Regions from separate parts of the Mus musculus genome. Here region 1 is linked to region 2. The links are chromatin contacts, called in public ChIA-PET maps. All regions are on one chromosome and are shown on one strand. Each heading gives the region's core, a stretch centred on a gene start, on an enhancer-like site or on the middle of the called end of the contact. The rest is flanking DNA. Distances are from core to core; before and after follow the strand shown. Region 1 overlaps Aopep (aminopeptidase O). Region 2 overlaps Aopep (aminopeptidase O).

Evidence for each region. ChIA-PET counts read pairs in DNA pulled down with a chosen protein or histone mark.
Region 1: a contact with region 2 is called in an RNA polymerase II ChIA-PET map of memory CD8 T cells, with 94 read pairs. The contact joins two enhancer-like sites. A contact is called at or near these places in 15 of 484 Hi-C or Micro-C datasets (the AML12 cell line, Sertoli cells, bone marrow-derived macrophages and 7 more), 5 of 115 datasets of contacts at active chromatin or transcription factors (the SCID.adh cell line, T-cell acute lymphoblastic leukemia, embryonic fibroblasts and 2 more) and 2 of 9 other capture datasets (adipose tissue and liver).

What each region holds. Positions count from the first base shown.
Region 1 is chr13:63,221,134-63,226,838 of GRCm38.p6, forward strand. The region is part of intron 11 of Aopep (aminopeptidase O); the gene reads left to right. Among named protein-coding and RNA genes, the nearest start is that of Gm16907, 73 kb to the right of the region's middle. Within about 2 kb of position 2,423, at least 37 of the 459 cell types and tissues checked have an H3K27ac peak or open chromatin away from gene starts, as enhancers often do. A contact at or near this core is called in memory CD8 T cells and regulatory T cells, where this site is marked.
Region 2 is chr13:63,137,748-63,143,060 of GRCm38.p6, forward strand. The region is part of intron 5 of Aopep (aminopeptidase O); the gene reads left to right. Among named protein-coding and RNA genes, the nearest start is that of Gm30409, 8.1 kb to the left of the region's middle. Within about 2 kb of position 2,279, at least 103 of the 459 cell types and tissues checked have an H3K27ac peak or open chromatin away from gene starts, as enhancers often do. A contact at or near this core is called in memory CD8 T cells and regulatory T cells, where this site is marked.

The DNA of each region.
Region 1 (5,705 bases), core at 1,173-3,672, 84 kb after region 2:
CTACCTTTTGTAAGGCCTGGTTAGCAGCTAGAGTAAGAGTCCTAGGGGAGGAGATATGAGGATCTCCTTCTAAAATACTAAACAAAGGCCTTAACTCAGCAGAAGGAATCTTTAAAAAAGGTCTGAGCCAATTAATATCTCCCAACAGCTTTTGAAAATCATTTAAGGTATGGAGGTGATCTCTTCTTATCTCTACCTTTTGGGGCACAATCTTATCTGGGGACACCACAGAGCCCAAGAATTGTCCTGTATCAGAAATTTGGACCTTTTCTGTGGCTATCTGTAAACCCCACTGACTTAAAGTTTTAAGTAGAAAAGGATATGCCTTTTGTAGCATGGTAAGGTCTTTATGGCACAGGAGGATGTCATCCATGTAAAGGAGCAAAATTAAAGAGGGGAACTGTTTCCTCACTGGCAAAAGAGCTTTTTGTATATAAAGCTGGCACATTGTAGGACTATTGGACATCCCCTGTGGTAAGACCTTCCATTGATACCTCTTATCAGGTTTAGCAGAATAAGCTCTCTGACCCGTTAACAAGTCAAAAGTCCAATCTCTCTGCTCTGGAGTTAAAGCAGCAGCGTTTGCTCGGGCCTGCGCCTGTGCCGCCTCCTGCCACAGAGCTCGCCATTCCACATATTTGGCCATACTAGGGAGAGCGGCTTTTGCAATCATTTGCCAGTCGGCAGGAGTTAGTGCCATGCTGGCAAGCCTGTCTAACTGCACCAAGGTAAAATTAGCATTGATTCCATATTTAATCTGCACATATTCTACCGGAGCGTGGACACGCCCACCCTCGGCTCCTTCAAAGACTGGAAATGTCTGTTGTATTTTCCTTTGTTCCTCTCGGGGAATGAATGAGTCTGCGCACTGCCTTTCTGCGCACTGCCTCTCTGCGCATTGCTGACGCACTACGGGCTGACGCACTACGCAGGGCGGGGACTCCGCATAGGGCGGGAGTGCACCTGGTAGCCGATTGCCCTGAGGCCAATTAGCAAACTGGCCTTCGCCAGCCGCTTTTGGCTTTTTTCTTGACCGATTAGCTGGCTGGTAATGGGCTGCTTCTTCCTCCCAGTCTGTTTCCTCAGAGGAGGATTCTTCATCTGCTTCAGAACTACTAAGAGCTGGCTTCCTGAGCTCATCTAGTGACGAGTATCTCCTAGAGACCTCCGCTAATCGATCTTTTTTCTTCTCCCTTTTTCCTCTTTTTCTTCTAATCTCTCTCCAGGTATTCCTACCTAACCTTAACTTTTCCTCGGGTTCAAGACCCTTGGAAAGGCCTGTATACTTACCGTTTCTCCTTGTTCCTACTCTCTCTCTCCGCTTTACTTCTGATAGACTGTCCTGAATTTCCTCTAGAATTTTTAGCCCTGCCTTAAGCACTATATAACATGTGAAAAGGAACAAAAGGGCTCCTAACACTAGAAAAAGTTCAAGGCCAAACATACCTGGTAAAGCCATTTCTCACTTCCGTTCCCCAGCTGATGAGTTCTGAATTCGGCAGTTGAATCCTTCTCAACAGTCTGTGTTACGGGAACCTTATAACCTTGATTCGCAGTTCTGGTTCTGGAATGAAGTATCCCTCCTGCGCCAGTCCGGAGTTTTTTCTCGTCCCGGATTTTCTCGTCCCGGGTTTCGGCACCAATTGTTATTAGACGCGTTCTCACGACCGGCCAGGAAGAACACCACAGACCAGAATCTTCTGCGGCAAAGCTTTATTCTTACATCTTCAGGAAAAGAGAGCAAGAAGCAAGAGAGAGGGAAAAGCAAGAGAGCGAAAAAGCAAGAGAGAGAGAAAACGAAAACCCCGTCCCTCTTAAGGAGCATTCTCCTTCGCCTCGGACGTGTCACTCCTTGATTGGCTGCAGCCCATCGGCCGAGTTGACGTCACGGGGAAGGCAGAGCACAAGTAGTCATAAGATACCCTTGGCACATGCGCAGATTATTTGTTTACCACTTAGAACACAGGATGTCAGCGCCATCTTGTAACGGCGAATGTGGGGGCGGCTTCCCACAGTCCTTTCCACAGCTTCTTCAAATGCCATGCTACTCAGCCGAGTCACTTTTTCATTTTTAGTTTAATTTTCTTTAACTTTGGCATTTATAGTTCAGTACTCAAACTTGTTTACCAGGCTATTATAGCTACGTACTACAGGCAGAGCAGCTTTAACAGCAATTTGATTTTCTTACAGCTTTTGAAAGTTGGAAATCTAAAGTCACAAAGTTGGCTTTTCCTGAGGCTTCTCTCCTTGGCTAGCAGATAGCTTCCCTCCCCACCCCTCATGTGTGCATGCCTGTGCATGTGTGTCAGTGTCTCACACACACATTCGTATTTCTGCCCCTATCTCCCTGTTGTAAGGACACCTGCTACACTGGATTAAGGCTTGGACAAGTGATTTTATTTTACTGTGATGAGTCCTACCTCCAGTACAGTCATTCTGAGATACTGGAGGTTTATGACATCAACCTGAGAAGAGACACAGCTCAGCCCACATCAAAGCTCACCACCAATTTCCTGACAAGTTCCAAATTTCTAGGAAATCTTCAACACAATAAAGGTCACTAGCCAGCCTCACACATTTTAACCCCATGGAGGAATACACTCAGAGTAGTTTTTGGTCCCAAATGATGCTGATTACTTAGTCCAAAAAAAATAAATAAATAAAAATAAAATGAAAAATAAACCAACCTGAAAGTCATGTCTGGTAAAATAAATAAGAAATAAAGGAAGGGATTGTTCTTCTATCTCAGAGAGATACCTGTACTGGCATTGTGTGTGCCCTGTTCAAGGATCCACTATGGCCCATCCTGACACAAGGCCCCTCAGTATAGTAGGAAGCACCATCTTTGCTGAAATGACCCTTCCCATCCCATTGCCTTTCCTGTGCCCAGGTGTCCTTCTTCGTGAGGGGCTGTGAGTGAAGGAAAGACGAAAGAAGCAGTGTTTCCCTTAAGTCTCAGTGAAATTCAGCAGGGAAAAGTGCATACGTAAATAATCAACCTAAACCAGAAAGCAGCCCAACAGCTAGCTTTACAGAGCTCTTGCTATGGAAAGCACAGAGGCTATGGGGATACTGGAAGCTGGTTCCAAAGGACAGGCAGGTTTGAGGCAGAAATCGGGAAGAAACTGGGTGAGGGGGGAACTAACGTGCCCATGTGAGCTGTCAGGTAACCAAAGTCTGTGATATGCTATGTCAGAAACAGGGCTGACACGCAGAGGATGATGGTTCCTGATTCCTGCTGGGAGAGGGGCCATAGTAGCCCTTCTCCATCAGCCTCACACTTACCCTCTGCCCCTCCCAAAACCACGTGTACTGCTCCAGTGATAGAAGAGTAAATTGCTTTTAAATTACTGATAGACTCCACCTTGTGATGTGTTTGAGTCATGATCTTTCCCTTCCAGCCTCCATTATGAACTGGTATGGGGTTGCTTGTTATGTGTGGAGAGCAAGATCTGCCAAGGTCTCCGTTAGTAAGGCAGGACGCAGGTCCCATAGGGACTTGTGATGCAAGGCTCACCAGAGGCTTTTGATGGTATAACAGTTGCTTGAGTGACTATTTCACAGCATGGACAGGTGGGCCAACAGGCCTGTTGGAAAGATAACTTCCTGGGTGAAGGGTTATACCTTTCTCCTCCTCAATAGGATGATGTGATTCAGTGCAGAGAAAAGTTAGACTGACTCTTGTCCCCTTAGTTTTCAACTCGGAACTTTCATGTGTAGAGTTGTTCATTTGCACTGATACTTAAAAAGTAGCATTAAATCTATGTGGCCAATAGTATGTAGCTAGAGCGCACATGGGCTGGACGGGGACTCCTCCACACCCACAGGAATCATTAAAGAAGGCATGGGAAGGAGTGGCTTAGTTGGTAAACAACATGCTTTATGAGTGATCTCCAGAACCTAAGAGAAAATTCTAGGTGCAGTGGCCCCTAGGCTTATTTTATTATCTGAGGCCTGGGGAGTCAGAGACAGGGATCCCCAGAGCTTTAGAGCCAGACAATCTAGACTAATTGGTCAGTCCCTGCTAGAAGAATAGCTCCCAGTGAGAGGCCCTATCTCAAAGGAAGGGAACTGCCTTCATGAAGACTCCAAGCCTCCACAAACATGTACATATACACACATATGCGCCACAACTGCATGCATGCATACATACATACATACATACATACATACATACATACATACATATGCATTAAAATGAGTGAGTATACAGCCTTGGAGAACAAGTCAAATGGTTGAAATACAAATTGTGTAATGCCCAGATCCTGGCAAGGATGGGGGAAGATCCCCAGAGAATTTGATGGTGGAGTGAAACTGAAGGCCTGCATCCTTAGGACCTCAGATTGAGCACTACGTGTGTGTAGGTGGACATGTGCTGGTAGAGGCTTCATGTGTGCCGGGCATGCATCTTACCCCTGAGCTGCTTCCAACTGACCATGTATTTTTAAAGTCAGCTCATAGGACTTATGTATGATTCATGTCAGAATGGCTTTCTTGGTCAAAGAGCATTAGAGAACTTTTTTTTTTCCTTGAGGGGAAAAAAATGGAAATTCTAAACTAGGCCAAATTGATGCAAATACTTTCAGACATGTGGCACCAGAGGAGAGAAATCTAGTATTTGTTTAGTAAACTGAAATAAATCTGTTGTGCCTTTTGAAGCAGAAGGAGAAGGAGGCAAGGACAACTAGCTTTGGGAAGATGGCGTCATATTCCTGTGGCCCCACTGAGAGGCAGACACAGGAGGTTACAGTACACTAGGGGTGGTCTTGCTCTGTATAATAGTAAAGCCCAAGCAAGCTAAGGCTGTGAACTAGAGCCTCTCTCCAACAGAAGAGAGAGATGGATTTGATAGTGAGTGGTTCAAATGATTTATCAAAGAGCTAGGCTGACTCCCTGCTAGAATACCCCCTTGCACTTGGGTCAGAGACCACGGGCCATCAGGATCACGGCGCAGCCTAATTAAAGCTCAGGCTCAGCCCACTTCTACTCTCATGAGTAGGTCTGGAATTGGTTGATAGGAACTATAATTATGTTATCCTCAGAAATGGCTTTTGTTAAACATTCCTTTTCTAAGTACGTTCTAAACACTTGGCATCCTTCGATTTCATATTCTTCACATACTTGGTCCAGATACTTGCTGTGATGTTTACTTTGTTCAAGCACAACAGTGTATCCATGTGCAGTGTGCTGGATATCAGGTGACAGACTCTGCCAGTGAGCTCAGTGTGTTTGATCAGCAAGGCACAGAGGCCTCTGCCCCAGAACCGGACACCTAAAAGGAGCTGTAGAGGTTGACTCTGGTATTTGCCATGTTCAGTTTGGAGGCTGAATCAAACCCCAGCACATTCACAAGTCAGCAAGCTTCTTTTGTAAGCAAGCCATGTGATTGCTATTAAGGTACTGCGTGAGGGGCCATCTTGGAACATGTGAGCATTATCTGTTTGTGTTTGTTTGTTTGTTTGTTTGTTTGTTTTCAGGCTTGTGGTGTTGTGCACTCATACAGACCTTTAGCATCTTTCATGCCCCTCATAGCAAGCAAGACTGCCCTGAAGGATTCTACTGTAATGAGGCTGTTCTGTCACGAGAGCTCTTTAGAAAGGATTGTGTAAACTCAGAAAACTGGAAGGAAGATAGCTACTGGAAATACATGGCTGTCCCTGGGAGCTACTCCACTTCAGTAAAAGCTGCCCCAGCTTCTTTTTTCC
Region 2 (5,313 bases), core at 1,029-3,528:
TGAGAATTGATAAAAAGCATCTTTGTCCACTGCACAAAAGCACAACAGATATCTTGACAGACATGTTACAAGGGGCAGCTTGTGTCACTGCAGAATAAAACAAATCATGAAAATCTTCTCTGCTGGGCACACTTTTGTACCATTTTGATTTCTCCTTTAATTTCTGGTTATAGTCATCTTTTTGCAAATGGAGGGCAGTGAGTGGTGTTTTAGCAAGTTTAAACCTTGAGTGTCTTTATGTTGTATGTGTATATATAAGTCAAGTGATTTCAAAACACTATAAACTCAGTTGTGGGGGAGAAATTGCCTTAATGACATCCCATATCACCAGATCTCAAGAGGGTCATGGGGGTGGCCTGCATGTGGGACAAGGAACTAGGAGTTGCATACAGAAGAGAAAAAAATATTTTTAAAAGTTTGGATTTACTCAAAACAGAGCGAAAATTCCCATTGTCCATCATCCCTGTAGTTAGATTTGGGGAACAGACTCCTATTCGCATGTCCTTTCCCTCTACATGTCATCGAGCCCTTCTCAGGAAGCTGCTCACATCATATCTTTGTTCAAACTGTATTAAAACATGCATAAAACATACTCAGGAAAACATAAGTACACAGACACACACATACAGGATTTCCAGTAAGAGCCATGATGAAAAGCTATAAATAATGGAATCTATTAGCTATCAGATAATAACACCCATCACTAACAACTGCCAACACTTACACTAATGCAGTCAGACACTGAGAGGAACCATCCATCACCCTTGTCATTTTGTCTGGGAGGAGGAAGCAGGTTCTGAGGGCAGGAGGGAGCAGGAGAGAATGCTGAAGGAGGTGGAGATAAAGCCAATGGCAGTCTGGACTTCACACTGAGAATCTAGGAACTGAGATAGAAAGGTTGGTCACTTAATAGACAAGGAACTTCCCTGTTGAGTGTTTCTCCTCCTAGACTGTGATCTTCAGATCAGAAGGCATGTCCCTTCTTCTCTTTGTCATGTTGCCAGTGTCCCTAACACAGGCCTGGCCTGACACTTAGAAGGCAACCAGTAAATGTTTCTAGAAAGAATGAGTGGTTCATTATCATTGTTCACCTTCTGCCCTAACTGTCCAACTCTTCTGGTACCAGAATGTAATCACCTTGTGCACAAAGGCAGAAAAGGCCTCTACCAGCTGCTAACTTGCTAGTCCAAGGTCAGTCTTTTCCACTTTCAACATCTGTTTTCTCACTTGAAGAGGACATAGACTACAGCTCTCACAAAGCTATTGAAGTTTGATGACACAGAGAGAAGGTGGATGTGAAGGGCCTTAGAAATTGAAAGGAAATCACTATTGACTTTATTAAGTGAAGGGGGTTACCTTTTTTTTGCCATTGGAAAGTCAATTTGCTAAGGAAAATAGAGGCAGCTTTGTAAATGGTATCACAGGATCTCCCCAGAGTAAGGTATGTAACCAGGTGTGGTGTCTTGTTTTGTTTTGGTGTTGTTGGTGTGTGTGTGTGTGTGTGTGTGTGTGTGTGTGTGTGTGTGTGTGTGTGTGGTGTGTGTGTGTGTGTGTGTGTGTGTGTGTATTTTCCAGACAGCCGTGCTCTGTGGTGTCTGTCTCTTGGGTGTCCCTCTAGGTACTTTGAAAGAGGAGAAAACCACAGAACTGACAGTTGTGTGTATTTGGCCCTGGCACAGGTAGAGACACATTGTTTAGCTTCACACCCCAGCAAGAACAAGCTATTCAGATGTTCAGGTTGTTTTCAGTAGAAGAGACAAGGCATGCTCAATTTTATGAAGCTTATACATGTACACAGACATGTACATGTGCACACAGACATGTACAGAAACACACACACACACACGAGTGCGCATTAGTGCTCCCACACCAGCTTGCCTGAGCTACCTCACAAGTGAAGTAGCCATTCTGTAGATGCCACCCCTCCTCCTGCATTCTGGGAGCTGGACTCTGTCTCCTCTGAGTCACCAACCAAGAGACAGTTAACTTTCTAGAGATAAAGTGAGTCCTGGGAAAGCGGGCGAAGAATTCGTCTCCGTCTTCTCTGAGCCTCAGATTTGGACCCTCAAGTTTCCTTTTAGCTCTGAGATTCTTTGAACTTTGAGTTTCTTCCATTTTAATTTGTGGAAATAATTTTCTGCACTTTTCCTGCGAGCGGAAGTGTAAGACACCAGGCTGTCTCTGATGACTGCCAAAGTAGAGATTTCTTAGTGGAAAGTCTGCTTCCTTCTTATGTTGCTTGACACAGCAGAAGTTTCAGGAGAACAGAGGAGCCCAGTGTTCCCTTCTAGAGTTTTTGACGTCATTTGCCTGTGGGTGGGTTACAGTCCACCACGGTCTCTCCAGCCATACTGAATTTTATTATATGTACTTAAAAGACATACCTCAGTGTGGCTGGCCACTGAAAGAAGCTGTTTAGCTTGGGTCTCCAGAGCAAAGCTGTGGCACAGAGCAATTTGGTCTAGTTTCTGGCTACTCCAGAATTTCATCCTGCTGGGTGCAGTTACCATGTTCCTCTCTAGGCCTCAGGCCATTAAGTGTGGAGTGCTCCCTTTATACTCCCTCACAGGGGAACTGAAGGATCAATGCTGAACACTGATTTGGAAGGAATTATCAATCTAAGAGAAAGAGGTGGGGAAAAGAAAAGGCACCATGCTCCTGGGCTCCGCAGTGGACACTGGGCTTTGATTCTTTCATTTAGCTCAGCTATAAAATCATCATATACAAAACAGTCCAGTGAATTTGAGGCCATGGAGAGTTCAGAGCTCTCTGGGAAGACAGAGGCTGACAGACGCAGGCAGGGGAAGCCAGACCTGTTGGAAGTCCCCAGCAAGCTAAGCTTGTTAGCCACACAGCATTTAAAAGTGTAGTTGCAATATGTATGTATGTTTGAGGCATTGAAAATACATTTATTTACACAAATATTTTACTCTTTGAGTGCTTTAAAATATCAGCGTTCAGCTGAGTGATTGCAAAGTTAGCCGCTACTAAATGGAGATGCGAATCTTGCTCTAACATTTTCCTTTCCCCGAGTAAAATATTTTTGCCGTCTTTCCTCATATGTTTTTAGGGATTAGTTTTCAATGCAGAGTAGGCGGTAAATTTGGAGAAATGATTTAAGCTGCCAAAATAAGCAACTTACTCCATGACATTATGGTCTAAAAACACACAGTCAGTCTGGTCTTGCCTGCTAACACGAATAACACTCACTCGGTGAGGCACGTGAGTGGAAATCATGCCCCACAGAGCTGTGACTCAGGTCTGTACTCAGGAAAACTGAGGTAATGGCTATTAATATTTTATTTCATACATTACAGTGTTTGCAAAAGTAAACATGCTGTAGTTAAGGTTACCAGTGCTGCTGCTCCAACGTTACCCAGTGTTTCTTCATACCAGGCTTTTTTTCCACAGATGTTTTAGCCTAAAGGTGACTTTTTCAGAGCCTTAGAGTAAATGAATGAAACACAAGAATAAGACAATCGGGTGACCTGTTATTGTTGTAGAACCACGAGAACATCATGGAAAATGGTGGCAGGTGTCATTCTCTTTCTATTTGTTGTTTTCCTTTCACATTAAACCAGTTATCAGAAATGAAAAATAAATAAAATGTGGTTGAAAAATCTTAGAGCAACCTTACCAGCAGAAAAAAATGTGCAGGTCTTACCAAGTCTTAGTAGACCTGCTTTGGTGACAGGAAGTGGCATCTTCTTGAGTATCTGTGGTATGGCTAAAGTGGTGTCAGACCCATCTTCTGCCTCACATCTCCATAAGCTTCTAGCTATGAAGGAGTCACCAGTTTCAGGAAAAGGTTGTTGGTTGGCTCTGATGTGACTAGGTCCTGTCACAGTGTCCTGCATGCTCAATGAACCTAATGGGTTGGTTTTCTGATGGATACTGTGTCACAGCACTAGGAGTCTTTCAGAACTGAGTGTTATTTTCAGTACAGTTATTCCTCTTGCTGTTAAATGTATGTCTGTCTCAGTGACTCTTACTTGTAGTTCCCTTAGAAATAAGTGACTCAGATGAGAGAGATGAGCACCATGCTTTGTAGACGCTGCTTGGGCCCTGGCTGCTGGTCCCCAACTCCTTAAACTAGTGACTTAGAATGAGCTTCCCCATGTCCCTTCTCATCATCTCTGTTTGGAAGCAGAGCATCCTGGCTAAGTGTGGTTAGTTTCAGAGATAGATGCTGAGCAGATAACTGAGCTGCTGTCATTTCAACTTCAAGGCATTATGGCAGGAAAACCATTGCTAAGAAGAAGGGTGAGTGTTGCGCGCGCTCAACTGGCCAGGAAGAACGACGCTACAACAGGATCCTTCTGCACACATTTATTCAGTCCTGTTTCTTCTTGTTTATATCTCCCTTGTTTATATCTCCCTTGTTTTTATATCTCCCTTGTTTTTATATCTCCCTTGTTTTTATATCTCCCTTGTTTTTATATCTCCCTTGTTTTTATATCTCCCTTGTTTTTATATCTCCCCCGAACCCTGGGCCTCTCACTCCTTTTATACTCTCTCTCATCCACGCACTGCAGGCCACGCCACCTCACCAGTCACGAGGCTTCAGCTAATCAGGGCAGCAGGGGCAAATCTCCACCAAATTGGATTCACCTGTATCCTGGTACACCTGCGCAGCACTCAAGATGTTTGTGTCTTATATGAGGAAGTCAGGTGCAAGTCATATGACTTAGCTGCAGTCCCTGGCGCCTTTGGGACTGCCGCCACACCCGCTCCCCACAATTCCCCCTTTTTTCTTTTTTGGCAGAGAGAATGTCTGTAGATAGCCCCCCGCAACCATGCCCCTTACCCGTCCTTGGGTGACAAACAGCATTGGTTTGATCCCTGTCTTAGGTTGGTGACATGCCCAGGGAGTCTTATCACTGACTACCTCTCTATCATGCCAAGCCACACCTGGGGAGATTGTGTTTTGCTTGTGGCAGGTGCATCAAAAGGCCAGGATGTTAATTAACCTATGGCCAGATCTTAATTGCTGCAAGCAAGCCTCATGGGTGAAGGTAGAGGTCTGATCCCCAGTGTGCAAGCATAGGGGCCCTACACAAAACCATCCCTTAGGCTCATCACCCAGAGAGGTCTTGGCCAGATCCTGTGTCGTTTTTCCTGGGGGAAGGGAACTAGGACACTGAACCTTCATGCAATCAGACGTGCCTTCCACAGGATGCCAACAGCAAGCTATCCTCTGTGCAGTGCTTAGCCTCGCACCCCACGGCATAACGCAGCATAATTTCTTTTAGAGCGGCAAACCGAATCTGAGGAGATTGTCCCGCCTCCACTGCAGCAAAAGCCTATGCTACC